Regions from separate parts of the Zea mays genome. Here region 1 is linked to region 2. A link is a contact called in public Hi-C data. All regions are on one chromosome and are shown on one strand. The core of a region is the stretch at or near the end of the contact, and the rest is flanking DNA. Distances in the headings are between cores, read along the strand shown.

Region 1 (2,700 bases), core at 158-2,657, 320 kb after region 2:
ATTTTTCACTGCAGTCGTCATGGTTTGTACCTCGCTGCAAGGAAGAGAGACTCAAGCATGTCGTAGGAATGTCATTTGACACTCTTGATGAAGTGGATGCACATGAAAGCGGGCTTTATGTTCGTATATGAGCTTAAGCCAAGAAAAGCGATGTGGTTGAGAATAAGAGATTTGTGTGTTCGAGTGAAGAATTCACAAAGTCATGTGCTGAACTAAACAAGCAAAATAAGCACTCATAGACAAGTTTAGGGAATATATCATCTAACTGTTAGGGAATGTACAGATATCGACATGATTCTTGAATGTCTAGCCCTTTTGCTGCATGCTAGGCATTCAACGTTTTGCAGAGACATGGTGTTAATGTCCAGATGATCTCACGAGAAGAAAACTGTACGGACAATAGAGCAAGCACACCACTAATTTTTTGCTGACCAAATCAAAACTATATGTACCCTTGTTGAATGTCGATCTATAGATCTTCTCGAAGGGTGGGACCATCAGGAAGGAGGTGGAGTCAGGTGACCTCTTCGACAGAGAGTCAACACTCGCTGGTTTGTTAAGCTCGCCGTCTGTCGGCGATGGGTCACATATTTGCGACCGGCGAGATTGGGCTTACTGGACGGGCCGACGTCGCAACAAGGACGAGCATGGTGGAGGCGTCAGAGAAGGGGTCGAGGTCGGACGACAACACACATCGGGAAGGTGACAATGGCGGGTAGCATCGGGAACGGGGCACGGGGCATCGGGGCAGATTAGTTCGGATGGCGTTGGAAAGAATGAGATCGATCTGATAGATGCAAGAACTAGACCGAAGGAGAACGAGAGTTAGGAGGACTGAAACAATCCAACTAGAAAGTCTAGGATAGAACTGGTTTAATCTATCTAATTTTTTTATTTTTTCTATACTTAACAGTAAATAAACATGAGATATAAGAGGTACTAAAAATTGAGGGGCCACCTTTGACCCCAATGTGGATCCACCCTTGCTGCCTTTGGTACAATCCTAAATTCACAAGTCTTATGTCTTAACAATATAGGCCTATAAAATCGTAAATTCTATCTCTGCAATAGCATCGTAAAATCAACTAAGATCGTTGAGTCGTAGGTGCAATCGAGTAATAGAAGTACGAACGATAGTTAGAATTTATTATCAACCTTGTCACAGCCACAGTACAGCAGCAAACCAACAGTACCGTGCCTGCACGGCCGAGCACCGACTACCTAGCAAGCATGCTCCGGCATGCATTAATGGTGGAGGACGACCGGAAACCCCAGGCACCTGCCCGCCGTCTGACCGGCTACATTTAATTAGCGCCCTCTTAATAAATTGCCGCAGCGTCCATGCCCGTCGTACTACACCCAGCGGCGAGCTCCAGCTCCAGCTCAACCGCGCGCGCGGTCGCCCATGCTATTCCCCTCGTGGTACAAAACGCCTGCTTCCCTCCCGTCCTCACGTACTACGGTTTAGGCCAGCTACACTACACAGCGGCCCGCTCAGCATGCTGGCCGGCGGCTCGTCGTACCTGGCGACCATGGGCCGCCGCAGCTTCCCCTACCACAGGCTCAAGAAGCTCCCCGCCGCCGCCCCCTCTCCTCCCCATCCTCCTGCCACGACGGCGGGTCCTGCTACCGCCGCCGCCGCCATCGAGGACTCGTACCGGTCCTACTACCGCGCGCTGGTGGCGAGGCGGCGGAGGCGGGGCAGCGGCAGGCGCCTGAGGAGGGCGAGAGTCTGGGGCGCCCTGGCCCGCGCGTTGCGGCGGAGGGCGGCGGCTGCCGGGGCCCGGGTGCGCGCGTCGGTCGCCAGGGTGGCGCGCCGGCTGAGGGACGGCCGGCCCTACGTCGGCGACCTCTTCGCCGGGAACTACATGTTCCTGCAGGTGGCGCCGTCGCCGATGACGATCACGGGCAGCCACGGCGGCGGCGCTGTGGTACCCTTCGCGGAGTACTACTACGGCTATAAGGCCAGGGCCAGGGCCAGGGCAGCGGCCGTGCAGCTGCACCGCTATCCTACTGGGGCGGTGCTCTACGAGACGTAGCGACGTGCCACGGATGACTTCGTCGCTGGCCTGTGTTGTGTTGAAATAATGGTAAATAAATGTTGTTATTCAGTTTGGATTTGGAATTTTGCTCTTGTTGGCGAATTTTTGTTTCGCCGGTGCTTGTTTCCTGTCCTGTTTCACTTTGTTGACCCATCAAAATCAGCTACGCCATGTCCAGACATGTTCGGAACATGCGTTCTACTAGCATGCAAGCTGGCTGTCAGTGAGAGGAGGTAACATTTGAATGAATCGGTAAGTTTTTGTTTGTATACAAGCGAGATCTGATTCACGGTACAAACTGCTGCTGCTGCGACGAATCTCCGAGAATGCGAGTGAGCTGAACAGAGAGGAGAGAAAACAATGTGGGCTGCCTAGCTGCATCGCGTTAAATGACCTTAGAACTGAGCTGGGAGACAGTTCAGTGTTCACCCTTCTAATCGTGTTCCGTTGATTAAGGAGGTTGAACCGTATGGAAGGGGCCTTGATTTTGCATAGGGGATATTGGCATGTTTGTTTCGGCTTATCAGCAGCCTGGTCATCAGAATCTGCTGCTGACGGCCAAATATAGATGGCCAGACGTGCCGGGCTAATCGGGTCGGCCCGAAGCACGGCAGGGCCCGTAGTGCCTGGGCACGGCACGGTTGGTGCCGGGCCCGTG
Region 2 (2,763 bases), core at 238-2,737:
AAACCGGAAGGAAGCTGCATGACTGCTTCATGCGTGCTTGAACATCTTCATGCTGAGCCAGTGCAGGTAGACAACCACGATTATTACAGGAAGCATCAACGGCACAAGCAGACAGTAATACCTGCAGAATTACGAAGAAGGCGTGAATTTCTTGTATAATTTGCACGGGTTGTACGCTGTTGCACAAGGATCACCTAGTTTAGTGCATGCTTAACAAGCATCTCTCTTGGTTAGATGGCAGCCAGGAATCCATTTTGATGTGGCGGAAGCAACTTGGACACGACGGCAACGTAGAAGAAACACACGAACAATGTGATCCCAAAGGCAATGAACGCCGAGTCGATCAGCTAATCGGTAGAAAAATGCATCTCTGGATTTCCCAGTCTTGTCGGTCTCTAATGCGCAGACCCAGTGGGAGCGGACCCAGTAGTAAACCCTGAAGAAGAAGAAATCCAAGTTAACAGCTACCATGACTGGACTGAGTCAGATCCATTGGTTTGGGTTGGGACGGTCGGTTTCGAGCGGCAAAGAGAGGAGTGGGAAAGGGGTGGGCACACCCGGTGGGTGCTTGTAGTCGGCGAAGACCACGGCTGCGAGATGGAGGTGGCGGGCGCGGAGGCGGACTCAGATTTGCCGTTGCTGTAGCAGGGGAGGCGGTGGTGGTCGCCGAGGCTGTGGAAGGAAGACGCCGAGGCATTGGCCAGCAGCAGCGCGGCCGCAAAGTTTCCTCGGCACATGCACTCAATGGATTGACGGACTGTGAGGGATAAGGAAGGAGGAGTGACTGGCCGCGATACCATCCGAGGCTTGGCGGCGAGGCCCGAGGCCCGAGGGGGGCTACTACTAGGGGAGAGAGTGAGCCGCCGCCGCTTGGGCCTCCTCTCCATGGGCCATGGCCCAGACGGCCCCAAATCCACTCCTATACGTTGACAAGTGGATCAATGACTCGGGGACTAACAAGCCAATGCACTACCATCGACACATCAAGCGTCTTCCAACGAGACAGACCCACTTGGCTCTGAGGCTCCATGAGCTGTACTATGTGTACTATAGTACTCCGTAGTGATAAAAAAGAGAATAATTTGTTTATTTTTTCTAAAAAAAGAATAAACCGATCGACGGGGACTTTGAAAGCTGGTTGCCAAAAGGCTACGGTAATTGACTTGTACTACTATGTTTGTTTAAACGTTGTGGCAAGAGGCCACGCCACACGTGTGCAGAAGCTGAGGAAGAACATCTCCGCCTTGGCTGACTCCGAGGCACGGAGGCAGGCACTTGACCCAGTCACCCATCACCCGCCGTTGGTCCTCAGCGACCACCAACACCAGTGACCGACGACAGTCCACGCGCCTGGCTCCGTGAACCTGACGGGGTGCTGCGCTGTGGATCCACTGACCTCGCTCGCGCCCGGCGCCCCCACACGCCGACGATGGGTGCATGCAGTCCCCGTCGATTTCCGGGAAAGCCACGGGTTCTCTCTGACCCTGAGCAACCGAATCCAGCGGGCAGGTCGGGTGGCTCACCCATCTGCCTGCCCCTGCCCGGGTGCCCGCCCGCACCCAACACCAGCCAACCGGATCTCCTGTGGCATGGTCGCGTGGAATCGCCTCCTTGGCTAGGAGAACTGGCATTGTCCATGGAGCATATTATTTGAATCTCTAAAAAAATTGCGGATCTAAAGTTATAAATATTTTAAAATATATTTACATAAATCATTTTATTCGTTATTTAGAATAAAAATATATTTGAAACTAATCTAGAGCCACCACAATTACCCTCTAAAACTAGGTATATGATTTGCTAGCTATGTAGCACGAATACTGATACAATATCGGAACGATACAGATCGCGTATACGACTTTAAAAAATTGATAAGCAGGTTTGTTTTATTTTTTTAAAATACATAATTTATAATATATCGTTGGTGTTTTGAACTAGCTCCGATAAATAATTTATCTATGCGCTATTAGGGGTCTTCTTTTTCTGAAAGTTCTCAAAACACTAAGTTGACATTTGTTTCCTAGCCTATTTTAAATATTATAGGTATCATACCGAAAGCATCTCCAGATGAAACAACCATAAACTCGGGTATGAAGTCCACAAGCTTCGGGATAGTAATGCATATGTGCAATCGACGAAGCTGGATGAAGCTACGAGAAGTTTTCAAGAGTTTGCTCACCGGGATAGCATGGGAAAAATGCAGCATTACCCTCATTAAGTTTAACAGTTCAAATGTATAGGCTTGAGGTCATGAATGTAATTCTACTGAAGTTGTACCTCGAGCATATAAATAGAGGAACAATGACATACATTAGAGACATTTGCTGGATGGGAAAAAGCAAATAACTCCACCTTCAAAGTTGTATTTCCTCCTTCTCCTTGTAAGCCTCGAGAGCCGAAGATATGAATGTAATCTCTAGTTCCAATTATGTGGCTTATGATCATATCTCATGTAATTTGCTTTGTATTTATCCTCATGCTTTCTTCATTCAATTTAGTGCTTTCTTCATTCACTTTAATCCCATCTTCATTTTTGCTTAACCTTCTTCCCAAAGAAGGATGGGCTAAAAGATGAAGATGAAGCTTAATCTTACTATGTTGCCTTGTTTTTTATACTTGAAGGAATCAAGAACAAGTGGTCAACATTGGCGCCCACCTCCGGTGAACTCACAAGGACCACGACAAGCTTCATCATGTCGCTGAAGAAGACGACAACAACCGATGTTGTCCTCACTCCTTTGGATCCCAACCAAGGATAAGAAG

What was found. A called contact is a pair of places that touch in the nucleus more often than the background predicts.
Region 1: a Hi-C map of ear shows a contact between it and region 2, with 1.7 times the contacts expected there. The contact joins the promoter of LOC100277262 here to the enhancer-like site in region 2. A contact is called at or near these places in 2 of 25 Hi-C or Micro-C datasets (ear and tassel).

The regions. Positions count from the first base shown.
Region 1 is chr3:155,439,122-155,441,821 of Zm-B73-REFERENCE-NAM-5.0, forward strand. It overlaps LOC100277262, which reads left to right and starts at 1,408. Exons shown (of 1, transcript NM_001150881.3): 1 at 1,408-2,123. The coding sequence starts at 1,500. The coding sequence ends at 2,039.
Region 2 is chr3:155,117,799-155,120,561 of Zm-B73-REFERENCE-NAM-5.0, forward strand. It overlaps the pseudogene LOC118476812. Among protein-coding and RNA genes, the nearest start is that of LOC103650776, 2.7 kb to the left of the region's middle. Within about 2 kb of position 1,488, at least 15 of the 20 cell types and tissues checked have an H3K27ac peak or open chromatin away from gene starts, as enhancers often do. A contact at or near this core is called in ear and tassel, where this site is marked.